Regions from separate parts of the Mus musculus genome. Here regions 1, 2, 3 and 4 are each linked to region 5. Evidence: chromatin contacts called from public HiChIP or PLAC-seq and promoter capture Hi-C data. All regions are on one chromosome and are shown on one strand. The core of a region is the stretch at or near the end of the contact, and the rest is flanking DNA. Distances in the headings are between cores, read along the strand shown.

Region 1 (5,380 bases), core at 204-2,703, 330 kb before region 5:
AGGCACATGTTGTAACCTTGGGAGGTTGAGGCAGGAAGATCAGGAGCTGGAAGTCAGTTTGGTCTACACAGCAAGTTCCAGGCCCACCTCAACTACAGCGTAAGACCCTGCCCCCAACAAAACAAAACAGCGGTCCTCAAGTAAGCAGTGGCAAAGCCCCAGGCCTTGTGCTATTTGCCCGATTGACAATTCTCATTTAATCCTCACGGTAAAGCAACACAATGTGTGTGAACACTTCTGCAAAGCAGTGCCTCTAGAAAAAAAGGCAATGCTTGAGCCAGGCAGTGGTGGCACACGCCTTTAGTCCTAGCACTTGGGAGGCAGAAGCAGGAGGATCTCTGTGAGTTCAAGGTCAGCCTGGTCTACACAGAGAAACCCTGTCTTGAGAAAGGGGTTGAAGGATGCTTGCTTAGCTTGTCCACAGGCACTGCCTAGGATCCTACACGGGCACCTGCGGCACTAACTAAGAACCCACAGGCTGGCGTTAGGAAAATGAGAAACCTTCAGACTTTGAGCCTCAGCAAAAGCAAAAATAAATAGAAAATTAAAAAGAAGGAAGGAAGGAAGGATGAATGAATCTGGCAAGATGACTCAGCAGTAAAGGCCCTTGCTACCAACCTTGACAGGAGTTCGGTCCTGTGTGCCATGGGTGGCAGGAGAAGAACTGAGTTCTTCAGTTTTTCTTTGGCTCCCATACACTGTGGCAAATGCACTCCCCTCCGCTAATAAACATTTTAAAATAAAATTTAAAAAAATTGGAATGCCATCTCCCACTGGGACAAGGCCTGAGCTAAGTTCCTAGTGTTTGTAACAGGCCACAGAGGGAACGACTGCTCACCTGGTGTGAGCACGCGTCACTTTCTGTCACACTGCTCAACCTTGACGGCTATCCAGAACCTCTCAGAAGTAAAGCAGAGGCAGCGGGTATTACAACAAGGCAGACTACATCCAAAGTCCTTCACGTCGTTTCTGTCCTCTCCCTTCACAAAAGTGACATCACCACAAAGCCATTTACCTGGACTGCAACAGCTCAACTGCCCACAGGAAAGACTCCCATAAGTCAAGACCCATTATTCCGCCCCAGCTCTTAGCGAGTCTACAAAATGTCACCTTCAAAGGACATTAGCACGACTCTCACAAAACCAGCAATTGAAAGTAGTTTCTATTATGATCTTCAGCAATCCCTTACATAAATAAATATTCCTCTTGGAAGAACTGCCCGCCCACTGCCTATGGGCTAAACGGTATGCTGACTGTCCGACAACAATCCCACGCTCCACCCAGCTTCCCTTTGTGCCCCCATTTCCAGGAAGCTCACACTAAATTTAGTGCGGAATTGTAGTCACTCTCACACAATTCAACATACACATTTGTGCCTTCAGAACAGAGCTTCCTCCCCGCCCTCCTCACCGGGGCGGGGCCACTTGTTGCTTTGTTTATAGCCCCGCCCCCACACCAGGACCAACAGTCAAAGAGACCACGGAAAGTCTAGAGAGGCAGCGAGGCAGGAGAGGGTGGAGAGCAACGCCCCCTGGCTCATCGTCCTGGGCGTGCTTAGGTGCTGTAAGATAGATTCTGTTCAGAAACAGATTAACTCCTGGCTACCCAGGATGTGGAAGGTGCTGTACTGATCAGTCTGTTCTGCTCTGTGTTCTGTTGCCGTAATAAAATACTGACCAAGAGCAACTCGGGAAATAAAGAACGTTTATCTTATTTTATTGTAAAGTTCTAGGTAAAAGCTTATCATTGAAGTAGACCCATGGAGGGGGCGCTACTTACTGGCTTGCTCAACCTGATTTCTTTTCCTTTTTTCTTTTAAAGATGAATTTATTTATTTTACGTATATAAGTACATTGTAGCCGTCTTCAGACACAAAGGAAGAGGGCATCGGATCCCCTTACAGATGGTTGTGAGCCACCATGTGGCTGCTGGGAATTGAACCCAGAACCTCTGGAAGAGCAGTCAGTGTTTTTTAACCACTGAGATAACTCTCTAGCCCCTCAGCCTGCTTTCTTACAGAACCAGGACCCACACAAACAAAACAAATCAGAACAAAAACCACACACACAAACACACCCACACACAAACACACAGATTTGCCCCACAGGACAATCAGATGGAGATATTTTCTCAATTGAGGGATCCTCTTCCCAGTTTGTGTCAAGTTGGCAAAAACACACTCAGCTCCACACACCGTGCTCCTAGGTGGCAGTAAAGGAGGCCCAGACGACACAGACTGAGTATGTATGGATCATCAAATGCTGCCACCTTTCAGATCAAAAGAACCTCCCACCATGCCCTTGGTTTATCGTCCGTAGGCACATCTCCTGAGGGACATTATAGACCTGACTGGTTTAAGCGTTGGGCTTTTCTCTAGGTCACACTGCTAGAAAAATCACGAACTCTTCCCCTGAACAAGGACCCCATTGCTTGTCCTCATTCACTGAGCAGGCTGGTACGGCAGGTTGACTCCAAGTCTGCTGTGGCGGGTCCTGCTGGTCCTCCTTAGGCCTACATCCCCAAAGCTCCCGTGTCAGTCACGGACTCAGAAAGGGTTAGTAGAATCTCATGAAGTCCATTCAGTAGGAGAGGTTTATCGAGCTTTCTGGGTAGGCTAGAAGGTGCCAGGCTAACTTTAAACACAGGGCAGAGGCTTGTTTCCACAGAGGTTTGTTTCCTCATTGGCCTCAGGCGCTCTCTGGGGTATGCTCTCTGACTAAAGTCCTCTGTAGTGAACATTTTAGAGGGCAGTCTGACATCACCTACAGCAGAATACCCAGGTCACCAAGGAAGACAAATTCTTAGTAAGACTCAAGGACAATGAAAGTCAGCAAAACTGCAAACATTAAACATGGAAGGTTCTAGAACAGCAGTTCTCAACCTGTGGGTCTCAACCCCTTTGGTGGTCAAACAATCCTTTTACAGGGGACACCTAAGACCATCAGAAAACCAGACATTTACATTACAATTCATAGCAGTAGAAAGATTACAGTTATGAAGTACAATGAAATAATTTTATGGTTGGGAATCACCACAACATGAAGAACTGTATTAAAGGGTTGCAGCAGTAGGAAGGTTGAGAACCACTGCCTTAGAAGGACAACTACCCAATGAATGAGGGTCAGAGGCAGGCTGAGTGGCTCACATCTCTAATCTCAGCACTTGAGAGATAAGCAGTTGAGTTCAAGGCCAGTCTAGTCTACACAGTGAGTTCCTGGACAGTCAGGACTATACAGTAAGATCCTGTCTTTTTTTTTTTTTTTAAAGGAAGAATGTGAAGATCTGTTGCCTTTTTGTTTAAAACATACTGAAGAAGAGAGTCCAGTCCAGTAAAGTTAGAAACATGGATTCGTTTCAAATACACCACAGTACTAGGTGTAATGTGTATGATTAACATTAATTGACCCTGACCAGAATCACAGTAGAGATTTCTGGGAAACACAAAGCTGGTTATAAATCATCAAGCCACAGAGCCCAAGGCTGCACAGTATCATAGCTTTTGTCTAATTCAACCAACACTCAGGAATAATCGTTTTTTGAAAAGTTTATTTATTTTTATTCATGCAGATGTGTGTGTTTGTGTGAATGTACCTGTGAATGTCTAGAAGAAAACACTGGCCCTTTAGACCTCAAGTTACAGACACTGTGACTTCAGTGTCACCCGATATGGGTGCTGGGAACGAAACTCCAGTCCTCTCGAAGAGCAGGAAGGACTCAACCTGTGAGCATCTCTCCAGGCTGCTTACGAATAATCTTAAAACCAATCTCCTACAAACATGAAGCATGAGTTCCACCCACACCTCATCAGCAGGGACGTGCACACTAAGCCTAGACAAGAAGACTGGTCCTTTAATTGGTGTTCCAGAGGAGATCTCTGGGCCCAGTCTTTGCTTTGATGACAAACACAAACTCCCAGTTTTGCAAAGTACTTAAAAAACAAAACAAAACTGTGCTGTCATGGTTGAGGGAGCAGAATATAAGCCCCCACCTCAGGCTGAGGAGCTCTTGATAGTTGATGCTGGCTAGGGTCGGAAGACTTGGTTCTTTCAGGAGATGTGGTCCCTGGTTGACCATGCTTCAATGGATGGCCTCACTCATGGATTTATGGGCAGCAAGGATTGGATCCGGAGGGAGGGAGGGAGGGAGGGAGGGAATCTGGAGGAGTTGGACAGTGATTATGGAGAGGGCCGAGCATGATTGAAATTCTCAAAGAATAAATAGAAAGCTATATTTATTCTTAAAACTAAAAACAAACAAACAAACAAACAGACAAACAAAAAAAACCCCGACTTGAAAAGATTTTGAAGGGCAAATCCTGTCACTCTGTCTGGCCTCTCATAGCCCAAGGCTAAAACCACAACCTGAACTGCATGGTGAGGGGCAGCTTACAGCATCTTTTTGGCTCTGCCCCCTGGGGGATCTGTGAGCACATGTGAGCACTCCCTTTGCCCCCCCCCCCCCCAATTCTTAACTACTGAACACTGTTCTAGAAATGTCCTTAAGACGGCTACAGTCTCTGGGCAGGTCCTGGTGACCTGGTCTGACAAGTGACATAGTGGCTCAGAAGAAACAAGAGTGGCTTAGAGTAGCTTAGCTGGGGCTGGTGCGTCGGAAGTGGCATGGCAGAATGGGACAAGACAGTTCTCTACAACCACAGGGCTAACAAAAGCCACACAAACACCTGTACTGTGTGAGCTTTTGAATCAAAGCCGGGAAAACAGGCACGCACCTATTTTCTCGGCCATCAAAGAAACTGCTTTTGCAAAAATAAACAAGACTCAAAAGTGCTAATCAGACGGTGCAACGGTGTCTGGCTCACCTTTCATTCAAGCCCCCTGGCATACAGCCTCTCTTATTAGCGCACACCGCAGTCACACGTAATCTTTGTTGTGTGTGTGTGTGTGTGTAGAGAGAGAGGGAGAAAAGGAAAAGGGGGAGACAGGAGGCGGGGACACAGCAGCCACCAGACCAGCTGATATTTTCCTCCATATTTTAAGTGAGAAGCTCAATACTGAGATAAGCTGCACTTACTGTACTTCCAACCCAAAGCACTTGGCACTGAAGGGGTGGCTTTTAAAGCATCCTTATTTGCTTATTGTTGCCCCCTAGCCTGACACAGCACTTAGCCACCTGGCTATACACAGCCACTTGGGGGTTATTTTGAGATCGGAGGGTTCAGCTGGGGACAGGAGTACTCACACGATGGGTGGTCTGAGGGAGGAGGGTGACTCTGACTCCAGGAGAATGGTGGCCCGGAGTGTTCCTGGCCGGATGAATTTCTCTTCTGGGAGAGCACAGTTGGCTCCCCAGGTTCCAGAGCAGGGTGGGAGGCTTGGCGGGACACCCAGGTGCCAGCCACTTGCGTGTGCACAGTCCCTTC
Region 2 (5,713 bases), core at 327-2,826, 450 kb before region 5:
AGTTTGGTTATAAAGAATATAACTTCAAACTAAAACTCTGTCCTAAAGAAGTGAGGTCAGTCGACAAGGATATATTCCAGAGGATGGTGATTCAAGCTACATCTCTTTGCGTTTCCCTGGGGACTCTTTGGAACACGAAAGATGTGGACACTGGTTGCCAGATTTGAGGGAGGGGTGGGTGGGACCCACTGATCTACTTATTTTCCCAGAAAAGCAGCCTTGCTACGCTATTAAGTTTGTACTGGGGCCTCAGCGACATTTTTTGGTTTCCTCAACTCCCTCCTTGCTCTCAGATGGAAACCTCAACCTCCTTCATGTAAATGAGACGGGTAGGGGTAACAGAGTTCTCCCCTCAAGCAGCCAGGCAACCACTGGGCTCAGAGAGGCAAACAAGTACCTCGGGCTTGAAAGTGAATAGCGCACTCTTAATCAATACACAATTACTTCCGACAGGAAGAGGAAAGTTCGGAAACTCCTCTTTGAGTGGGTAGGTTTGGAAGAGGTAGGAGCGTCAACTATCATTCTTCCTATAGGGATTTTTTTTTTTAAGACAGGGTCTCATTGTGTAGCATGCTAGGGTTAAAGGCGTGTGCCACCACTGTCCGGTCCCTAAACTTAATTGCCACTCCCAAGTCTGAAAACTGAACGCAGGTAGCTGGGGGCTCCCGCATCAGCGCCAGGGTGCATCCGGCTAAGGTAGCGCCAGCAGCCCCTCCGCAGTCCGGACACAGTGTTTGTGAATCACAGTACCGAACAGTATCAGATGGCGGTGTACCAGGTGGGGCAGCGACTTCGGACTTACAGAGAGTAATGACAACTTTCAATTTAGAGCAAACTTCGAAAGTTGCATTATCCACAGACCTCCGGGATGACTCGGTCGCCACACTTTGGCCCCCACATCACTCCCCGCGGGCCACAAGGGCCGCTTTGTGCAGGCGAGCGAAGAGCTAGGGCCCCAGCACCGGGCCCGGAGGCTTCCCCTCCCAAGTCCCCAGCGCCCTCGGGCTCCGCCACCAGACGCACACTGTTTACACAGGAAGGGAAGGCTCCTCCTCAGCCCGGGAGGGAACCCGCCAGCGCACGCAGATCTGATGCCCGCGCCTCGCCGACCCTTCTGGGAGCGCCCTGGGGTGCACTGCACCCTCGGCTCCCGCAAGCGGCCGCGGGCGAGCAAAAGTTGAGGAGCGCGCGGCGGGGCGGCGCGGCTTACCTGCGAGGCGCGGAACGAGCGCGCAGAGCCCGAGCAGACAGGCGTAGAGGGTCGCGGGCACCCGCGGCATGATGCGCGCCGCTCGGCTGGGGCGCTCGGCGGGGGCGGAGCGGGGCCGAGGCCGGGGACCGCAGCCGCATGCCGGGCGCTGCGCTCCGGCTCACGGCGCCCGCGGCCGGGCTGGTCCGCGCCCGGCCGCCACCATCCTCCTCGCTGGCCCGCTGGGACGCTCGGAGTTGTCGCTGCTCCGGACGCACCCTCGCCGAGTCCCCCGCGCGTCTACTCTCGGAGACCCTTCCCTTTTTCCTCGGCCGCCAGCCCCCACTCTTCTCTGCTTTCTCCTCCCCCCTCTCCTGCGGGCCGCCACTCGGTCAGTTTACGGCTAGGCGGGACGGGGCGGGGCGAGCTCGGGCCGGACCAGCTCCGCCCTGCACCGGGACCCGCCAGCACGCCTAGATCCTGGGTTGCCCAGGTGGCTGTCACAGCTGACCCACTTGTGGGGATCGGGTGTTCGAAACTTCTAGTTAGGGTCTCCCTCCCCGGTCTTGGAGTTGGGAGGGGGCGGGGCGCGCTCCATTAGGCCTGCAGAGATTACTTGGGCCAAAGCAATCTCAGTTTTGACTTCAGGATCGTGGGGCAGTTACGGCTTGGATCTGTCAGGCCATTTCGTCATGCCACAAGCGCATGCCAGGCCAGGCCTCGCCCGAGAATATTCAATCCAGACGCCACGCTTGGGATGGGCAGGGGAGGACACGTGGAACGTGGAAGTTCAGGTGAAGCGGAGGGCACCCTGGTGAGCAGGCACTGTGATAAGTGCTAACATCCCTCCCGTTGTTTAGGTGAGCAAACTGAGCCACCAAGGGTTAATATACTGGAGGAAGCGACTGCTAGCTTTTTCCCTGAAATCCAGATTTAAGTAAGGCAGCCTAACCTTTGCCTATTAAGAACCAGCTGGAGCTGGGCATGGTGGCACACGACTTTACACGGCACTTGGGAGGCAGGGGCAGTCAGATTTCTGAGTTTGAGGCCAGCCTGGTCTACAGAGTGAGTTCCAGGACAGCCAGGGCTACACAGAGAAACCCTGCCTCGAAAAAACCAAAAGAAAAAATAAATAAATAAAAGAAGAAGAAAAAGAAGGAGGAGGAGGAAGAGGAAGAGGAAGAAGAAGAAGAAGAAGCAGCAGAAGCAGCAGCAGCAGCAGCTAGAAGGTCAGGACTTGGCGGTGTAGGTGCAAAAACCTACCTAAGGCGTTTGAATCTTAAAAACTTTGTTGTGTCCACCTTTCAAACTCTTAACTGGGTGGCACTGACAGGAGCCAGTTTGTAGTGTGTGCATAGGGAAAAGTGAACCAATCCAGAGCAAACTTCAAAGTTCATCCTTGGACCATATGCAAATTCGTACTCTGTCCTACATTGCTTTGTTATGACTTAAAAGTCATATTTGGCCGGGTGTGGTGGTGCACGCCTTTAATCCCAGCACTCAGGAGGCAGAGGCAGGCAGATTTCTGAGTTCGAGGCCGGCCTGGTCTACAGAGTGAGTTCCAGGACAGCTAGGGCTACACAGAGAAACCCTGTCTCGAAAAAAAATCATGTTTGCTGCTAACCATTATCCAGTAGAATTCATGCTGCATGCCAAGCGTGGTGGCGCACTCGGGAGGTAAAGGCAGGCAGATTTCTGAGTTCGAGGCCAGCCTGGTCTACAAAGTGAGTTCTAGGACAGTCAGGGCTATCTATACAGAGAAACCCTGCCTCAAAAAACCAAAAGAAAAAAAAAAAAAAAAAAGAATTCATGCTGCAGAAACAGCCCAGGTAGATCTTGGAATTACCTGGCCCTTAGGGCAATAGCCTTGGGGCTATGCTTATCCCAGCTTAGAGGTGGCTACTACATTATGGGAGCTGATCAAAGAGTTTGAACTGGAGTGTTGCTTGGTCTGGCAGGAAAGTGTAGGATGAGCTAGAAGGTGAAATACTGCTTTAAGTACAATGGTGGCTTTCCTATGCCATGCATTCTTTGAGTTCAGGGCCCATAGTATCCCATCTTCTCTGCACTCAAAATGAGCACTTTGTAGCGGCTGAAATATCCTACTTTGTCCCACATCTGGCACGGACCACCATTTATCTAAATTGCACCTGGAAAGTGCTGTGATCCAACTTGCCCTAATTCTTACCAGACCCCTTCTGTCTTATCTGGTGGTTCTCTGGGTCCCCAGCCTGCCCAGACCTGCTGTAAGCAGTCCTGAGCAATCTAAGCTGCATTAAAGCTGGTTTGTTGATGCCTTTTCTAATTCAGAATTTCTGCTTTGTGGTTTGTGTCCCCCTCCCAAGAGTCCTTCATCTAAGTGCTCACAGATAAAAAGTGTCAGTTACACGTGATGATCTATTTGATCTTAAAATGAAACGGACCTGGGTACGAGGGCACACCTTTAATCCCAGCGCTAGGGAGCAGATCTATAAATTTGAGGCTAGGGGGTATACATAATGAATTCCAAGACAACCAGAGCTATGCAGAGAGAACCTGTCTCAAAATCAGGAGAAAACAAAACAAAGGAATGGAATTCTGACACTTACTACAAAATTAAAAACACCCTGTGTGACATGAAATAGACCCAAGGGAACAAATATTATATAATTCTCTCCCTCTGTCTCTCTCTCTCTCTCTCTCTCCCTCTCTCTCTCCCTCCCCCTCTCTCTCTGTGTGTCTGTGTGTGTGTGTGGGATGTGTGTGGGTGCTCTTATCCAGCCCAAGCTGGCCTTGAACTCTCTGTAGCTGAAGACGATGCCATTGAATTCTTGATTCTCTTGCCTGTACCTCCTGAGTGTTAAGATTCCAGATTCCAGGGGTGTGCTGTCATGCCCAGACATTCTACTGTGTAACATGTCTAGAACCAAAAGTGTGATAGAAGGAGGTAAAACAGATGTTACCACAGGCTGACAGGCTGGTGGGAGGAGAGAAGGGGATTTTATTTCTGAGTACAGAGTTTCAAGTTGGAATAATGGGAAAGTTCTAGAAATGGATAGTATTATTGGCACAGAATGGTCCTCTTAAAATGGCCACAATGGTAAATTTTACATTATGTGTTTTTTACCATTAGTTAGGGGGTTGGTGGCGAAAATAAATGGTCTCTCTTCTAGATGATCACGGTTCACATGGCAGCTCACACCTGTCTGAGGTTCTGACAGCCTCTTGAACTCTATAGACATTTGCATGCATACCACACAGGGACATACATGACAACAAAATACCCTTACACTAGAATAAAAATAAGCTAATGTCTCTCTCTCTCTCTCTCTCTCTCTCTCTCTCTCTCTCTCTCCTTCCTTTGGAACAAACAAAGGAGTGGGAATAAAGGGCTGGAGAGATGGCCCAGTGGTTAAGGCCGCGTGCTGCTCTTGCAGAGGATCCAGGTTTGGTTCCCATCACCGACACGGCAGTTAGCAACTGTAACTCAGTACCAGGGAATCCAACATCCTCTTCTGACCTCCACAGGCCCGACATGTATGTGGTGCACAGATATATATGCAGGCGAAACACCAACACATATTGAAAGTTAGCTCTCCAAAGCACACACCCAAAAAAAGATCTTTTTGGACTGGAAAGATGGCTCAGTGGTTAAGAGCACTGACTATTCTTCTGAAAGTCCTGAGTTCAAATCCCTGCAAGCACAGGGTGGCTCACAACCACTGGTAATGAGAACGTACACTCTCTTCTGGTGTGTCTGAAGACAGCAACAGTGTACTTATCTATAATAATAAATACATCTTTGGGCCGGAGTGAGTGGGGGCTGACCAGAGCGCGTGGGGTTGGCCAGCAAGCAGAAGTCCTAAAATTTAATTCCCAACAACCACATGAAGGCCCACAACCATCTGTATAGCTACAGTGCACTCATATACAAGAAATAAATAAATAAATATTTTTAAGAAGAAAGAAAATATTTATTTTATTTATTTAATTTATGTATGTGACTCCACTGTCACTGTCTTCAGACACATCAGAAGAGGGCATCAGATCCCATTACAGATGGTTGTGACCCACCGTATGGTTGCTGGGAATTGACCCTCTGGAAAAGCAGTCAGTGGTCTTAACCCGCTGAGCCATCTCTCCAGCCCCCCTTTTGTTATTTAATTGTCAACAGGCCTTTAACCTAGAGGAAATCTCAGCTGGAGTTTTTATCCAATCTCCCTTGTCCAATCCAACAAAGCAGTCAAAATAGTCATAATTTTTATTTCTCTAGATTTTTTTCTCACAGTGCCTGAAGGGTGCAGACTATTTTCCAGTTACTTCAATAAAAAAGGTAAAATAAATGGAAACAAATATACAGAGAAAGGGAGAAAGCTGATGTCATGTGTCTGTGGGTATTAGGAGGGTTTGAGCCCAGAGCCTCAGGCATGCCAAGTAAGCTCCTCTCCCTGTAGGTATACCAGTATCCTTAGTCTCATGGCCGTCTTGAGTAAGTAGCTGAATCAGTAGACTGACCTTCCACCACTCTCAGAGAACCTCAAAGGA
Region 3 (6,019 bases), core at 1,084-3,583, 470 kb after region 5:
AAGAATACTTTGTGATCTTTTTAATCTCTCCTTTTCTAGTACACTTTTGACCAGATAAAGTGTCAAACAAGAACAACAACAACAAAACCTTTGATTTAATATAGTAACTAGAACATTAAAGTATGAGTAATAATATACATTAAAAAAAAAAAAAAAAAAAAAAGCTTGGGGCTGGAGAGATGGCTCAGCAGTTAAGAGCACTGACTGCTCTTCTAGGGGTCCTGAGTTCAATTTCCAGCAACCACATGGTGGCTCACAACCATCTGTAATGGGATCTGTAATGCCCTCTTCTGGTGTGTCTGAAGACAGCTACAAGGCACTCATATACATAAAATAAAACAAACAATAAGAAAACCTTTTCTTTAAATTAAATATTATTCTTAATAAATGTCTGGTTTTGTCAATAAAACGTTTTCTTTCTTGATGGCTCAAACTTTTGCTCCTAGAATTATTCAAGAACAGATGAGATAATAAGTTAGATAGACTCCTATAATCACCCTTTTCTTTACCTTCAGGCTTAGAGCAGCAATACTGAAATGACTCACCTCAATATGAAAACCGCCCTGCCAGACAGTCAGCCCTCCCGTGAGCAGAATCAAGAAGGCAGGGAGGGGTAGGAATGACAAGTTTACATGATGTCACCAATACACATAAAAAATTCAAGTAACTCTTCATGTTTACCTTAGCAAGTCTGACTTCAGTGCCAAGTGAAAAAAATTCAGATCATATTGAAAATAAAGGCTACCACTAATAAGCTTTAGTAAGCAGAGGAAAAGTTTCTTTGGAAATAATAGTTTCTAGGGATAATTTAATGTCTTTGTTTTATTTTTTAAAAAATAATATTTAGTGCAGTGGTGTGTGTGTGTGTGTGTGTATGTGTGCGCATGTGCGCGTGTGTGCGCAATGTAAGGCAGAAGACAAGTTGCAAGAGTCAGTTCTCTCCTTCCAGTATGTAGGTTCTTCGGATCAAACTTGGGTTGTCTGTCGGGTCTGGCAGCAGCATGTGCCTTTTTACCCACTGAGCAATCTTACCAGCTCTATTTATTTTTTCAACATTAGTGAAATATGTAATAATTACCAATCTTTGATGACTACACAAGCCTAAGAAAAAGTATTAACTCTCACATTTTAAAATCAAGCAGAATGAGGATGAAACAATGTATATGACATAAACACAAAACATTTAAACTACTTCTGAGGGGACCCCTCCCCTTATGTAAAACAAAAGGACTCAATTCTTAATCTACTCCCGGAGGAAGCTATATTTAAAACACAAGAGGAACACATTATATAGTATGTTGAATACCTCAGTTACCATACATTGTTTCCCACAACTAAGGAAACCAAATAATACTTAATCCCCATTCTCTTTCCTGTCTTAAACAATATAAGGCGCAGAAATGTTTTTAAAGGGAAAAGCAAATATAGATGTGGTAGACAATATCCTACTTCTTTTCATGTTTTCTTAGGCGGCGGTAAGAATGGAAGACGAAAGTCCTGAGCACCTAAAGATGGCCTATTTTTACAAGTACTTTTCGGTAAATCAGACGGAGGCGGAGAAATAAGCTGTTCCCAGTGTTAGAGTCCACATTACACACACATACTCGCACACACTAGGGAAAACGCCAGAGCGGACCTGGATCCTTTGACAATGCAGCACCCAGCGTCACCCATACTACGATGGAAGAACGTGCTTGCCACGCTCCAACTCTTAGCAAAGTCAATTCGGCATCCCAAATGCAAAGTGGTCTGCAGACACCGGGGCGAGGCAAAAAGTCTACGGGGCGGGCACTGATGCCGAGATTTCTGAGAGCGATTCAAGAAAGATCACCCGTCAACTGCCTCTCGCCGGCAGCGGAGATGCTGCTGCGCGCTGCCGCACCCCAGGCTCCGGGTCTGGCCAGGCCGGGAGGGTGCGCGGTACCGCCAGCGGTCCCCGTTACCCGGGGAGCCTCGGGCCGGTCGCCACACACCCCCTGCCCCCCACTCCACGGGTCCCGGGTAGCAGGGATGCCCGCGCCCCGCTCACCGGCCCGGGTGGTGTCCGTCAGGTCATGGTTGGCCGCTCCCCGGGGAAACTCCCTCAGTTTCCGGCCGCTCAGGCTCAGCACCCCGGTGACCGCCGCCTCTTCCAGGGCTCGGTCGACCGAGCGGCTCCAAGAGCCCGGGCCAGGACCAGGGCCCAACCCAGGGCTCGGCCCACAGGTCGCACCGGAGAGGTTTCCCCCGGACGCCACAGGGCCAGAGTACTCCGCAGCCGCTACCACAGCCACCAAGCCCGCGGCCGCCATTTCCCAGCCGACAACTCTCCGGCCCGGCTCTGCGCATGCGCCACGCGATCCGCTGGGTGGGCGGGGAAAGGGGCTCGCGGACCGGGGACAGCTCTCCCGGACGCGCTGGGCGCAACAAGCCGCCTGCCCCGCCCACAAGCAGGTTTTCCAGGGAAACCGAACCGACTTCGCAGAGCTGGAGCAGCCCGGTACCCTGGGCTCCCTAAAAGGCCACTACAAAAACCAAAACCCGTCCTTAACAGCGCTCCAACTCTCAGTGGTGGATTACATTAAACGGCAAAGATTCCTTAGCCCTGTTGCTGCCAGAAACTTGGGCACTTAGAGGGGACTCCCTGAGATAAGCCCAAAATTGTCTCTCAGCTTGTCACCATACCGCCAGATGATCTGAACTGGAATTTGTGGATATACTATTAGTTCTTGAACGGGAAAACAAACATACCGTGTGAGCAGATTCGGCTACAAAGTCCCTAATTCTTGTTGAAATTGTTATGTATTTTAGATTTGTTGTTGTTGTTTTGTTTGTTTGTTTTTTGTTTTTCGAGACAGGGTTTCTCTGTATAGCTCTGGCTGTCCTGGAACTCACTTTGTAGACCAGGCTGGCTTCGAACTCTTTTTATGAAAGAGCTCTTAATGAAACCAAACGTCTTAAATACTGTGGCTGTTTGCGCAGATTTTATCACTAGCTAGAGCAGAACGAATAATATTTACATCTAACATTGAAATCTGGCTATGTAATAAATGTTGGGATTAAATTTAGAACCGAAAGACCAAAACCGGAAACCATTCAAGTAATGAAAACTACCACTCACATTTAAATAAAACCCCACCCTCCCAGTCCTGCAGTCTCTTATTTTTCCAAATCTGTTTTAAATTCAAGCCATTCCTAATATGTGATGCAAATATCACTCACCAAATTTACTTTGCTGTACAGAATTCGAGGGCCTGTCAGATAAAGTCTCTTTTCTAAAGAATTAGCTAATTTTATTTTGGAACCCAAGGAGGCCAGTTACAATAAGAAAACAGCAATTGGGCTGAGTAGAGTGCACGGCAAAGCAGTCCCTCTAGAGCAAGAACGAGTGAGGTGGGTCGGGCAGTGGTGGCACACGCCTTTAATTCCAGCACATGGGAGGCAGAGGCAGGTGGATTTCTGAGTTCGAGGACAGCCTGGTCTACAGAGTGAGTTCCAGGACAGCCAGGGCTACACAGAGAAACCCTGTCTTGAAAACAAAACCCCACCCCACCCCCAAAAAAAAGAACGAGTGAGGTTTTTGAATAAAACCTGAAGTTACAAAATAGGATGACAGAGAGCAAAATTCCAAGTATGATTTTGATGCATGTGAGCACATTAAGACACAGATGAGAAAAATCTATCACAGAGCACAAAAGAAAATATGAGGTGTGAGAAGCTGCTCATCACTCAAAGCCCAACTTCAGGGAAGCCCCCAAAAAGCACTTTCCTGAGTTCAAGAAATTGTAAAAATGTTTCAGTAATAAAGTTGATTAGTAACAGTTGCTCCAAGACCTGCTCTATCAGCCCTTTTGTCTTGTTTTGTTTGAGATAAGAGTCCCAATGTTGCCCAAGCTGACTTTGACCTTCCAACCCCTGAGAACACAAAACAAGTAATAGTTGATGCCATGTCTGGCTCTCAGCAATTTGACATTCTAGTTTCTTTTGCAACAAGTCCCACAATAAATTATTAATGTCTACTAATGAGCCCCTTCATGGTAATGGGTAGTCTTTGTCAAGTAATGTATACCCAATATATGTATTTTCTGATCTTTCTGAACATTTCTAATTCTTTGAAAGATACTAAGCTAGCCAGGAGCATGTTGTAATCCTAGTACTTGAGAGGTTGAGGCAGGATGATACAGGCCAGCCTAGATACAAAGGGATACCTGTCTTTAAAAAAAAAAAAAAAAAAAAAAAAAAAAGATTAAGTTGGGCTGGCAAGATGGTCATGGGGGAAAAATCTTACCATACAAACTCAACAACCTAAGTTCAATCCACTGAGCCCGTGGTAAATGGGGAGAACTGACTACTCCCTACCCTCCGTGCCCACTCAAGACATTACACCCACAAGCACACTATATAATTTTACCTGAATTGCCAGATGTACCTTTTCAAAAGCACTAATGTCCTATTACTTTATATTTGCATCAATTCCCACAAGTTCTTAGCCATATGGCCTCTTTTCCTATTGACATGAACACTCCACTACAATCTCAGCATGGTATTCCTAGTCCTGAACTGTCCAGATGTGTAAACTGCAACTAGTCTGTTTGACTTGATTTGAAGCCATTAGTGAATTAAACTCGATGCTATACACACCTCTCATATCCCAGGGAGATATGGGAGGCCTGAGCATATGAACAAAAAGCAAGTGTGGGAATCAAGATAAGTAGATAGGTTATATATTAACAACAGAGAGAAAAGTAAGGGGGAAACTGGAGGTTTTCAGAACACGGGATGAAGTCTGTAGATATCTGAAGGCCAAAATAAGTTGATTAAGAGGTTTGTGGTGGGCTGGAGAGATGGTTCAGCGGTTAAGAGCACTAACTGCTCTTCCAGAGGTCCTGAGTTCAATTTCCAGCAACCACATGGCAGCTCACAGCCATCTGTAATAGAATCTGATTCCCTCTTCTGGTGTGCATGAAAACAGAGCACTCATGTACACTAAATAGTTTTTTAAAAGGGGGGAGCATGTGGATAGGGGTAGAAATGAAGATGCTACACATACTATTATGTGAGAAAATGCCTTTTAAAAATGGGGGGAGGACTGACTGGGAAGATGGCTCAGTGGGTAGAGTTCCTTGCTATATAAGCATGAAAACCTGAGTTCAAATCTCCAGCACTCAGCTAAGAAAGTCAGGTGTGGCCACATCTGTGCTGTAACTCTAAGGCTGTGGAGAGGGAACACAGGAGATCACTGAGGGCTGCTATCTGCCAGCCTGGCTCCAGGTTTTGAGAGAGACTCTTCAGAGAATGATGGAGCAGGACCCTTGGCATCTTCACCTGGCCTCTGAGCACACACAGGCATACACCATACACATATGAAAAGATGATTTTAAACTTATTTGAAGATGGGGAGTGTGCAGGAAACTAGAGCAAGTACAGGGAGCTAAGTCAGTCTCTGAGTGCTAGTGAGGTCCTGTCTCAACTAAGCAACTAATGAATGAAAGAATGAATGAAACTGGATATATGCCTGTGTTCCCAGCTACTCAAGGCAGGGCATTATTTGAGCAGAGGAATTTAAACCCTGTATCAGACAACAGTGAGCAATACAGTAAGATGTTATCCACATATATTATATATGTGTAAAACCATATGCATATACATACACTATATAAAATTAAATCTCTAGATAGGGCTAGATAAGTGGTTCAACAATTAAGAGCACTGGCTGTCCTGAGTTCAATTCCCAGCACTGGCAAGGTGGCCCACAACCATCTGTAATGAGATCTGATGCCTTCCTTTGTCATGCAGGTATTTACCCCTTCAGAGCACTCATACAATAAAATACATAAATGAAGTAGCAGTAAAATTCAATCTGAGCTGCCGTCGGCTCACTGGTTAGAACTTCTTGCACCCCCGTGGTGGTTCACAACTCTAGTTCCAGAGCTTGTGATGCCCTCTGTGACCCTGGCAAGCAGCAGGCACACATATGGTACATAACCTATTTACTCAGACAACATACACACTGGTCTAAAAAAAAGTTTTCAAAACCTGT
Region 4 (5,407 bases), core at 190-2,689, 290 kb before region 5:
CAAGCTATTGCTTCAGTTGATACACAGCAGACAATAGGACCCTGAGGACCTCAAATAACTGGCCCTTGCCTCTTTAGAGGTCTAGGCTAGCTTTTTGGCTTCCTCTTAGATATCTTGTCTTAGCAATAGATAACTCGCCACCAGGCCACCCTCTACTTCCTGCACTGTGACATGGCAAGAGGAAAGAGCTATACCCTCATCTAAAGCTAGGTTTCCCCTGAACCTGGATCATTCATGGGTTTAATGTTTTAAGACAGGAGCCTATCTGATTAGTCAGAAGTTGGGCCGTGTTCATGAGTGGGCAGAACCCCCATTTGAAAGGTAAGAAATGTGAAGTTGCCGCCTCTCTTTTTCATATGATACTGCTGACAAGGCAGGCTGGGCCTTGGTTCTAGTTCCTTATTGAAGGAACTTTGGGGTTATAGCTTCTTAGACTAGAGAGGGAAAAAAATGTTAGACACTGGAGCCTTGACTCAAACTGCTGATACCAGTGGCATTTATCCACCACTGTTGTTGACAGAAGTTTTGTGCCCTTTCAGAGAACTAATATATAAACTGAGGCTGGAGAGATGGCTCAGCGGATACGAGAGCCATACCACTCTTGTAAGGACCTGAGTTCAAGTCCCAGCACCTATATCATGCAGCTCATGGTTGATACTTTGATATCTCTGTCCTCCTTGAATACATGCAGACACTTATATGCAAATAAATAATAATATTGAATATGTAAACTGGCACCCTTTATCCTATCTTTATTTGGTGGGGGGTTGTGAGTTCCTCTGGATAGCCCTGGCTGACCCAGGACTATCTGTGTAGACCAGGCTTCCCTTGAACTCAAGAATACTTCTGCCTCTGACTCTGAGCGCTTCAATTAAAGGTGTGCACTACCACTGCCTGGTTGTGCCCCATCTTTAAACACTGAGTCAGAAATCTGAAGAGACTCCTTGAATCCTGAACCTTAGACTCAATACCAACTTAAATTATTTATGTATGATGCATCTGGCTATGTAAATTAGAGGGCAGATGAGCACGATTTTCAGAGATACCTGAGAAAATGACCTCTGTTCAGTGAGGCCTGCTTGCCCTCACTTTCATCTATCTTGCTGTTCATCCATCCTGTTGCTGAGGCATTCCTTCACTGGTATTAGAACCTATTTCTTTGAGACTCCAATGAAGACAAAAAAGCAGCTTAGATGTCCAGGCTCGTGGATGAAACAACTATGTGATTCTTGGCCCTTTTATCAGGAGATAGTTAATGCTGGACTAGCCGGACCACAGCCTGTAAGGTACTAATGAAATATCATTTCTATACTTCTGTTCTCCAGAACCAAGAAAAAAAATATATTTCTGTTGTTTTAAAGGCATCTAGTCTGTGGTTAAGACTTATGTATTTCATCAGTACTGTTCCTCCAGGGAATCCTGACTAATACATGCCTAACCCTTGTCTGAATGAGCCAAGCATGCTTACTCATCGTAGTGACCTGCAGTATGCGGGTTTTATATAACACTGGCTAATGTGCCACCTCAGGTTCCATGTGTACCACCTGTGCATAGTCAGGCTACTCGTTGCATCTCAGCTGTGATGACCCCTTCCAGGTGGACTCCAGTTAGGCTGACTCCATGCAGAACTACTAGGCACTCCCATGCATGCACATTACAAGTGAGGTGGAGGTGGCTAATGTCCTCCTAGGCTCCCCCTTTAGTTTGGGGAACCAGGAACCAGGAGATAACTCTTGACTCCTCCCCCCTCTGGAAGAGGGTCTTGAGAGAGGTGTTCTGCAGTCTCTTCACGAGGAGGCACGTGCTCCTGTGTAGCTTCAAATCCTTCCTCCTTGCCTTGGTCCTCTTGCTCGCTCTCTTTCCTGCCTCCCCTTACTGAAGTGGTAGCTTGTGAACATCAACCTGTTTAGCATCTGCCCCCCCCCCCCCAACACTGAGCTGCTCATTTTGTTTGGAATCCCTGACACTGAGTACAGTTTCTGATTTTTGTCATGAGCCAGTCCTCTCTTATTCTTCTCTGTAAGATGAATCATACTGGACAATGCTCTTCTTGAATCTTCTGTGCATTATTTTTGGCCTTGGTATCATCCTACTTAAGCTCTGTGGCTAGCCCGGCTCACTACCTCCTTCAAAGAGGTTGCTCTTTTAGCCTGGTGTGCAGCATTCAAAACAGCAAAAGCAGATGCAGTCAAAGTCTTCTCTGCGTTGTGCAAAAAGGCGAGAACCACTGCTCTGGATTATCTTGGGCTTCTGTATTATCGCATGCCTCAGAAAACAGAGTAGAAGATGGACTTCACATGTTCCCAGAAGGCAGCTGTAGCCTGCAGTGTTGGCTTTGAACTGCAGAGATGTGGTCACAAATCCAGGTGGCTGGCAGCAACCAAAGCTAGAGGAGGCACAAAACAAACTCCCCCAAAGATTGTGGATTCTTGGATTCAGCTTTGATGCTTGACCTTCGTTTTTGACTCAGTAAGACGGATTCGAGACTTCTGTACTCCAGAGCTATGAAAAAAATATATTTCTGCTGTTTTAAAGACATCTGATCTGTGTGATTAATTACAGAAGCCATAGGAAAATTTTTGAATGCAGGTTCCTCTTTAAAAGGGGCTTCTGATCTGGAGGTTGAGGACAGAGGGCTAGTTTAAGGCTAGCTTGGTCTATATAGTGAGTTCCAGGCTAGCCTGAACCACACTGAAACCCTGCCAACAGGGCTGGAGAGATGGCTCAGCAGTTAAGAGCACTGACTGCTCTTCCGAAGGTCCTGAGTTCAAATCCCAGCAACCACATGGTGGCTCACAACTATCCATAATGAGATCTGATGCCCTCTTCTGGTGTGTCTGAAGGCAGCTACAGTGTACTTACATATAATAATAAATAAATCTCTGGCTGGAGTGAGCAGGGCTGGAGTGAGCAGGGCTGGAGTGAGAAGAGGTCCTGAATCAAAATTCCCAGCAACCACATGATGGCTCACAACCATCAGTATAGCTACAGTGTACTCATATACATTACATAAATAAATAAATAAATAAATCCTTAAGGAAAGAAAAGAAAAGAAACTCTGTCAACAAAAGCAAACCAAAAGAGGTCCTCAGGGATCGTCACCCTGAGCCCTTCATGAATAGTTGGCTTTATTTCACCATCTTCCTACTTCAACCTGTTAGTAAGCCATGACCAGCTCAGTCTGTCTTCTTCTGCTTTATTTTATTTTATTTTATTTTATTTTATTTTATTTTATTTTATGTGTGTTGATGTTTTGCCTATATGTATGGCTATATATTACATTCTCTGGTGCCTATAGAGGCCAGTAGAGAATCTCTGATCCTGTAGAAATGGAGTTACAGTCAGTTGTAGGATACCACATAGGTACTGAGAATTGAACCTGGGTATTCTGGAAGAGAAAGAAGTGTTCCTGACCACTGAGCTATCTCTCCAAACTGTGTCCTTTAAAAAATATTTACAAAATTTTATGTGCGTGTGTGTGTGTGTGTGTGTGTGTGTGTGTGTATACGTGTGCGCGCCTGAATGAGGCTATGTGCACTATATGCATGCAAATGTCCATGGAGGATAAAGGGTATTGGATCCTCTGGAACTAGAGTTCCAGGGGGTTGTGAACCGTCTGATGTGAGCGTTGGAAACTGAACCTGGGTCCTCCGCAAGAGTAGTGAGTGTTCTTAACCACTAAGCTACTTCTCCAGCCCCTCAGACTGTGTTTTTATGATATTTTCTTCTAAAAGGTTTGTGTGTGTGTGTGTGTGTGTGTGTGTGTGTGTGTGTGTGTGTGTTTATGTGTTGAAAAGTCACAGCACAACTGTGGAGGTCAGAGGACAACTTGTAGGAGTTGATTCTCTCCTTCTACCATGTGGCTTCTGGGGCTAGAACTCAAGTGGTCAGAAATGGTGACTCCTTTTGTGGTGTTGCTTTAGACCCAAAGTCTGCATCCTTTAAAGGTATGTATCTAAAAGTGCTCAGACGCTTATTCCTTAAGCAGAGCTAGGTTGTTTCCTGCCATCACGAGTGAGAGCTTGTTTTCCAGAAGAGAAGGTTACAAGACCTAGCTGACCCCTTATGCCCTTCCCAGCCCTCCCCTCCTCTAAACTGTCTATCCAACACATGGATGTTTTATAAAATGTGTCCACAGCATACCCAGCACTGACTTGTGTATGGCATTGTTAAAGATGTAGATCCCATGACTCTTCTAAAACTTGGATGGGTCACTTTGAACATGTGCGGCAGGAGAGAGCACAGCATCTCAGGAGAACGTATGGAAGAGTCTAAGGTGAGCCAGCAGTCCATCCCTCCACGCTCAGCAGTGGAACTGGAGCCTGGGTTAGGGGCTGAGCTTATTAGGAGGCCTGGCCCCCACTGCTGGATGCTTGCAATAAGTGCCAAGTCTAGATCACAGAAGAACCAACAGTCCTGTCGTCTCGGGCAATCCATGGTGCAAAACAGCTGCAAAGGTGTCAGGGAGTCAGACTGCGCATATTTTTGAAACACTGTTAGGCAATTCATAGCAATTTCTCCCCCTTCCCCATGATACAGGTGGAGTCTTACTGTGTAGCCCAGACTGGCTTCAAACTTTTGGTCCTCCTGTCTCCATCTCTCAAGTCCTGGGATTTCAGGTGACTATCAAGCCTGGTCATGGTATTTGATTGACTTTTTAATTAAAAAGCATTTCTCCAAACAGTAACAGCTTACAAATGTACATCCCCAGTCACCCTGTAATTCTCCTTCTGAGAATTTATCTTCAGGTATCCTTCACGACTGTGCACACAAACACAGTGACTCTTTGCAGAAGCGGCTGTAATAGCAAAATATCAGAATGAAGCTAAATGCCGTCCTCGTGAGGCTGAGTATATAAATTAAGGCACATTCAGACATAGAGACATAAGGAGGAAACTGTGTAAGCATCTTCATGGAAATGCTTCTATGGCAGATTAAGGGAGAAGAGCGGGATGTAGTGCATTGTAAACAGAGCTGCATTTGCAGATGGGAGGGGTCTGTAAAGAGGTGGCTGATGTTTGCATGAGAAGTGGTTGCCCCTGTGATGGGGGACGGACACCAAACAGATGAGAAACAGGGAGAAGGGGGTTTCTATACTCTGTGGCTTGGGAACCATGTGAGTGTAGTTAGTATACATTACAAAATAAATAAAACAGGGGAGGGTGCTGGAGAGATGGCTCAGCAGTTAGGAGCACTGACTGTTCTTCCAGAGATCCTGAGTTCAATTCCCAGCAACCACATGGTGGCTCACAACCATCTGTAATGGGATCCGATGCCCTCTTCTGGTGATGCTATTTTCTGTCTGAAAATAGCTACAGTATATGTATATATATATAATTCTTTAAAAATAATAAAAAATAAAACAATAAAATTAAAAAGAAGTGTTTATTTTGGCCCCTTAGAATAA
Region 5 (5,611 bases), core at 480-2,979:
CCTCCTCATGAGACCTCGACTCATCCTGTCACTTCAGATTTCCTTAGGCATTACAACCACTCCTGACCTCCTTATAAGCTAAGATAACAGATATTCTAGATGCTCTGCCTACATTTTGCTTGCAGATGTTATTTTCTTTAATAACATCATGCCTCCGTGAAAGAGTACACCCGGAACTGTGAATGGAAAAGGATCTCCCGCCAACCCGAAGTATAGAACTAGACAAATGGAGCCTTCAAAGACCAGACTAGAATGCACCAACTCTTGACCCGGACAATTACAATCTATGTCCTGCAACCTAGGCTGAAATACGGCACCAGCTCTTCTGGTGGTACCATATAAGCTAGGCAGTGAAGAAGAACACCGCCAGGCCACGTTAATTCCTATTCCACCGTCTTCCAGGACGGTGTTCATCCACCCTCCGGTAACAGACAATACTCCAAATCTGCTAAAATTCTCAACTCCGTGGCCTCAAGAATGCCCAGAAGCCAGGCGGTTTCTCAAGGTCTCTTTCAAAGATTTTTCAGTTCACTAGTGCGGCACTAAAATGTCTCAAACCAATCTACAGGCTAAGTGACTAAATTCTCAATGACCCCCAACCAAGCGGGGACCCACACTTACCGGATGTCATCTACTGAAGAGCCCAAACAGGTTCCGAACTAGGCCACTCTGGCCCATCTGGAATAACTCTTTAGACCTTGGGCCAGCATTTGATAATTATGCTACATCTGTCTATTCTATTATGCATTCTCTGCTTCTTTTCCAATATTTAGCACTCCTCTGGCTTCAAACGCTCTTCCTTCTATCCGTAGAAACTACTCTAGCCTTCTTCCCCTTGCCTTGGAAACGCTTCGGTTCTTTCCATAATGAAACACCTAACGTATCTGCACAATGAACACCCTCAGAATCCTCAAGACTGCTCCACAGCCACCCCCGGCATTCCTCCACCTATCCGGCATCTTCCCCTCCGGCCCCTTTCTCCCCTTTCGCACTCCTACTCGGCTTCCTGCAAGCAATCCCCTTTTCACCAGCCCCTGCCCTTCCCTGCAGCCAACGAGCACACCGAGGCAGCAGCGGCGACCGAGGCCTGCGGTGCAGAAAGCACTGCACCAAGACGGCGGAGAACCCCAGGGTCTGGCCGGCCTCGTCGCCCACAGCCTGGCACCCCGAGGCCTCCCCGCGTGCATCCCACCTTCCTACCCGACACCGGCCGCAGGCCTCGGAGGCCGCCCGCTCTCTCGCCTCCGCCGCCCCCGTCATTCTCCGTTCTCCAAGCCCCGACCCACCATCCTCGCGTCCCCAGCCCCGCGCTCCCCGCGGCCTGCGCCCGCCGCCTCCCGGGCCGCCCCCCGGCCGGCCGGCCCGCCGCTCCTGCGGGTCACACCGTCGTCGCCGCGCTCCCCCCCCCCCGACCGCGCGCCGCCCCCTCCCCTCCCCCGCCCTCCCGGGCCCAGGCCTGCCAGGCCGAGCGTTTACCGCGGGGCTGGCGCCGAGGCGCGCGGTCACTGACTGCAGGCGGCGGCGGCTCCGACCTTCCCACGGGCCCGACGAGGAGGGCGAGGGGGAGGGGAGAGAACTTTTGCTGTGGCAGCTCCGGCGACAGCTCCCACCCCTGCGCCTTTCTCCTCTTCCTCCCCCTCCTCCTCCTCCTCCTCTTCCTCCTTCTCTTCCTCCTCCCAGAGCAGTCGAGAGGCAGACATGGCGCGGCTAGAGCGTCGCCGCGGTCGCCGCCGCTGCCGGCGCGGTGCATTATGGGAAGCATCGCACACAGGAAGCGCTCCGGGCCGCCGGCCCTCGCTTGGCGCGGAGACCTGGCTGCGAGACCAAGCGTGGCTTTGATTCTGGCGCCTGCGTGTCAGCAGCGCGGCGTGGCCGGGAAAGCTGGGCCCCGCTCTGGGGGTCCCCCTGATGGGCCTGAGAGGAAAACGCTTTGAAATTGATGGGAGCTGGGAAAGCCACTGAGAGGGACGTCCTCCCCTTGAGGCTGGGTGCGTGCCTGGCACCCCGAGAAGTGAAAAATGGGGATTAAATAGCGGCCCAGGCCCTGGGAAGTGGAAGGGGCGGGAACGTCGATGAAGGGTTTAGCCAGGATTTCTTGGATCTTTCTTTTATTCTCTTACCTAGCCTCTCCTCTTTTTCCGGAAGATGCTACCCTGCACCCTTGAAACTAGAAAACCTGGTTGGAGTCTGCAAACCGCGATGCAGGATGTGGGCACCGAGAAAAAGCAAGAGATCCCAGTCAGGACTTCGTTGGCCCAAACCACGGTCTGCATGTCAGCAAAGACTTGGTTATAATCTCTGCATACCTAAGATTGCTTAGTTGAGCCATCTTTTGGCAGCCCTTCGACGACCTTCACTAAATCCTGGTTTCTTAGGAGCGCCCTCATTTAACACCAAGGCCCTTTAGTTGCCTATACAAAGGGAGGGCTTACAGTTAATGACCTTTGTGCCCACACAGTAGTACAAGGTCAGCTAACTTAATGTGCCCAGTGAATGTCGATCGGGTTATTGGGAACTTCCTGAGAGATGGAGCACCTTCGTTAGGATTTCTGTTTCACAATCTCAAGGCTTTATTTTAGCACCTCTCTGCAATACTTAAACATAACCTTTGAGGTGAGAGGGAAAGGACATTAAAATATCTACATAACCATTTCTGGAATTCTCTCCTTGTCCACACCCACCTCCCCACCCCTTGAATGTTCATTTGAATAGGCTTTTTGGCCAAACTCCAAACTCCCGCATTATGCACTTGTGATGACACTGAATTAGATTACTGTCTGCAAGGTTAATATTCCCTCAGGCGTTAACCTTAGTAAACCGCGACGCCTTTTGAAGTAGCTGAGGCTCAGAAGTTCAGCTGAATTCAAACACAGTTAACTAAGAAAAGCAGGGATGAGCCCACAGCCTCACAATAAACTCTACTTGAACCTTCTCCACTAAAAAAATATAAATTTTAATAAGATGACAGTGCATATTCTGAATGCTAATTGTAACAAAACCGTGATACAAGCTAGAGCAAGGGACAGTTAGCTGGAGGACAGCCTTCTGGCAACTTCTAGCAACTGCAGTGACATCAAATTCAGATGTATTTTTAAAAAGGGAAGAGAAGAAAAAAAAAACCCTCTGGCAGCCAAGAAGCTAACTTTTAGGTTTAAGCTGTGGTAAAGCTAATAACTAGAAAGAGCTAAAAGCCTAGGGTCACACCCAGTGGACTAAGATGAATAGGGTTGCCACTAGGAATACATCTCTTTGTTTCTGAAGAGAATTAAGACAAGGAAGAAACAACCATCTAAAATGGGCAGAGTGGAGAAGACTACTGACCATGCCTTCAAAGTAAGAGTGATTGAAGGCTCTTGAAATTCTTGCTGGTCCATTTTTTTTATCCAGACTGCTGCTGCTTACCTTCCAATACCAGTCTTGGCCACGCAGCTTGCTTCCTTTCCATCTTAAATTTCTTCCACTCACCCACTTTAAAACAATGAGAGACAGCCATAAGGTAGTGACGTTAATCCCAGCACTCAGGAGGCAGAGGCAGGGGTATCACTTGAGTTAGAGTCCAGCCTGGTCTACAGAGCAAGTTCCAGGACAGCCAGGGCTTCACAGAGAAACCCTGTCTGAGATGGCTCAGCATTTCAAAGCACTTGCTGCTCTTTCAGAGGGCCCAAGTTTCCAGAGCACCTGCACACACATGGCAGATAATATGCACAAGCACACACCATGAATAAAAATAACTCTTTAAAACAAATGAAGGATCAGCAAGGGGGTTCAGCAGGTGACCGCACTTGCTTCACAAGATAGCAACCTGAGCTCAACTCACACTAAAAGTAGATGGAGAGAATCAATTCCACAAAGTTGTTCTCTTTTTTTTTTTTAAAGATTTATTTATTATTATGTCTAAGTTCACTGTAGCTGTCTTCAGATGCACCAGAAGAGGGCATCAGATTTCATTACAGATGGTTGTGAGCCACCATGTGGTTGCTGGGATTTGAACTCAGGACCTTCGGAAGAGCAGTAGGTTCTCTTAACCACTGAGCCATCTCTCCAGCCCCAAAGTTGTCCTCTTAACATCCACAGGGGCACCCCTAATGATAAATTTTTAAAATGACTGTACACTTATACGAAGTTACAAATACAGGGCAAAACAACTCCTTTATCTCTTCACCCAGCTTCTCCCAATGGTGTGATATAAAACTATGGAGAGCCATCAACAGCAGCAGATTGGCAGGAGCCTGTTACGTAGTGCCCACAAAACCGGGCAGTATCTGTGACCTTTGAACCCATGTGCATCCTCCAGGGGTTTGGTTTGGTTTGGTTTGGTTTTTGGTTTTTCAAGACAGGGTTTCTCTATGTGGCCCTGGCTGTCCTGGAACTCACTTTGTAGACCAGGCTGGCCTCGAACTCAGAAATCAGCCTGCCTCTGCCTCCCGAGTGCTGGGATTAAGGGCATGTGCCACCACACCCGGCATGTGCATCCTCATGTGTGTTTAGAGTTTACCTCCATCCTATGTAGGAGCACAGGTCTGTCCCCACAGTGAGGACAGAACCACTCCTTACCAGTTTGTGGTAGTGCACATCTTTAATCCCAGCATTTAGGAAGTAAAGGCAAGTGGACATACATGAGTTTGAGGAGAGTCTGGTCTACAAAGCAAGCTCTAGGAAAGGACAGCCAGAGCCACATAGAGAAGCCCTGTCTTGAAACAACACCACCACCACCCCCCAAGCAACCACTCTGATCACAAAAGAACCCCCTCATACCACCTGTCTGTATCTGAATGTTCCCCTACAGCTCATGTGCTGACTTAGTACTCGATGCAATGGTGTTCAGAGGTGGGGCCTTTGTGAGGTGATTAGATCCTGGGGGCGCTAACCCTAGCAAGGGATTGCTAAAGCATCATAGTTTATCATATCACTGAGAAATAGAGTAGGAAACAAACCCTGGTTGAACAAAACAGGCTGTGTGCCCTTGAAGGATGTGTTTGTTTGTTTGTTTGTTTGTTTTTTAAAGATTTATATATCTAAGTACACTGTAGTTGTCTTCAGATGCACCAGAAGAGGGTGTCAGATCTCATTATGGATGGTTGTGGGCCACCATGTGGGTGCTGGGATTTGAACTCTGAACCTTTGGAAGAGCAGTCGGTGCTCTTAACCACTGAACCATCTCTCCAGCCCCTGAAGGGTGTGTTTTATCCCTGGACACAGCCCTCTTCTCCCTTCCTTGGCCACCATGAGCTGAGCAGCTCGCTCTACCACTTGCCATGGTCTTCTTCCTCACCATGTCCAAAATTTCTTTGGCACAAGCCAAAATCAACGTTCCTCCCTTATATCAGGTAGCTATTCTCCTTCTCTTTGTTACTATTTGGTTTTTTGTTTTCAGTCCTTTTTAAAAATGCTAGATAAGCATAAATCATTTAATATATCACACACATACATATGTCACATATGTGGTTTTTTTTTAATTTATTTATTATATGTAAGTACACTGTACTTGTCTTCAGACATTCCAGAAGAGGACGTCAGATCTTGTTACAGGTGGTTGTGAGCCAACATGTGGTTGCTGGGATTTGAACTCCGGACCTTTGGAAGAGCAGTCAGGTGCTCTTACCCGCTGAGC

Evidence for each region. Promoter capture Hi-C pulls out the DNA fragments that hold promoters and counts their contacts. HiChIP or PLAC-seq counts read pairs in DNA pulled down with a chosen protein or histone mark.
Region 1: a contact with region 5 is called in an H3K4me3 HiChIP or PLAC-seq map of pro-B cells, with 6 times the contacts expected there. The contact joins the enhancer-like site here to the promoter of Zfp148 in region 5. A contact is called at or near these places in 9 of 39 promoter capture datasets (the 3T3-L1 cell line, the HPC-7 cell line, embryonic stem cells and 5 more), 1 of 484 Hi-C or Micro-C datasets (nephron progenitors), 17 of 115 datasets of contacts at active chromatin or transcription factors (T-cell acute lymphoblastic leukemia, cardiomyocytes, craniofacial prominence and 10 more) and 1 of 9 other capture datasets (adipose tissue).
Region 2: an H3K4me3 HiChIP or PLAC-seq map of neural tube shows a contact between it and region 5, with 5 times the contacts expected there. The contact joins the promoter of Itgb5 here to the promoter of Zfp148 in region 5. A contact is called at or near these places in 6 of 39 promoter capture datasets (3T3-L1-derived adipocytes, the HPC-7 cell line, HPC-7-derived erythroid cells and 3 more), 1 of 484 Hi-C or Micro-C datasets (embryonic stem cells), 5 of 115 datasets of contacts at active chromatin or transcription factors (astrocytes, embryonic forebrain, embryonic stem cells and 2 more) and 2 of 9 other capture datasets (adipose tissue and liver).
Region 3: a contact with region 5 is called in a promoter capture Hi-C map of erythroid cells, with 6 times the contacts expected there. The contact joins the promoter of Lrch3 here to the promoter of Zfp148 in region 5. A contact is called at or near these places in 1 of 39 promoter capture datasets (erythroid cells) and 2 of 9 other capture datasets (liver and pancreatic islet).
Region 4: an H3K27ac HiChIP or PLAC-seq map of the NIH/3T3 cell line shows a contact between it and region 5, with 8 times the contacts expected there. The contact joins the enhancer-like site here to the promoter of Zfp148 in region 5. A contact is called at or near these places in 1 of 39 promoter capture datasets (the 3T3-L1 cell line), 2 of 484 Hi-C or Micro-C datasets (CD4 T cells and liver), 7 of 115 datasets of contacts at active chromatin or transcription factors (the NIH/3T3 cell line, embryonic basal ganglia, embryonic forebrain and 4 more) and 1 of 9 other capture datasets (adipose tissue).

Annotation. Positions count from the first base shown.
Region 1 is chr16:33,710,519-33,715,898 of GRCm38.p6, reverse strand. Heg1 (heart development protein with EGF-like domains 1) reads right to left here. Exons shown (of 15, transcript NM_175256.5): 2 at 5,200-5,380. Among named protein-coding and RNA genes, the nearest start is that of Heg1, 29 kb to the right of the region's middle. Within about 2 kb of position 1,453, at least 131 of the 459 cell types and tissues checked have an H3K27ac peak or open chromatin away from gene starts, as enhancers often do. A contact at or near this core is called in T-cell acute lymphoblastic leukemia, cardiomyocytes, craniofacial prominence and 3 more, where this site is marked.
Region 2 is chr16:33,825,528-33,831,240 of GRCm38.p6, reverse strand. It overlaps Itgb5 (integrin beta 5), which reads right to left and starts at 1,576. Exons shown (of 15, transcript NM_001145884.1): 1 at 1,211-1,576. The coding sequence starts at 1,280.
Region 3 is chr16:32,910,414-32,916,432 of GRCm38.p6, reverse strand. It overlaps Lrch3 (leucine-rich repeats and calponin homology (CH) domain containing 3), which reads right to left and starts at 2,333. Exons shown (of 21, transcript NM_001081255.1): 1 at 2,030-2,333. The coding sequence starts at 2,291.
Region 4 is chr16:33,663,368-33,668,774 of GRCm38.p6, reverse strand. Slc12a8 (solute carrier family 12 (potassium/chloride transporters), member 8) reads right to left here. Exons shown (of 13, transcript NM_134251.3): 13 at 4,637-5,407. Among named protein-coding and RNA genes, the nearest start is that of Heg1, 18 kb to the left of the region's middle. Within about 2 kb of position 1,439, at least 35 of the 459 cell types and tissues checked have an H3K27ac peak or open chromatin away from gene starts, as enhancers often do. A contact at or near this core is called in the NIH/3T3 cell line and pancreatic cancer cells, where this site is marked.
Region 5 is chr16:33,376,893-33,382,503 of GRCm38.p6, reverse strand. Zfp148 (zinc finger protein 148) reads right to left here and starts at 1,729. Exons shown (of 9, transcript NM_011749.4): 1 at 1,477-1,729. 1700007L15Rik (RIKEN cDNA 1700007L15 gene) reads left to right here and starts at 1,768. Exons shown (of 2, transcript NR_045709.1): 1 at 1,768-1,988; 2 at 2,125-2,650.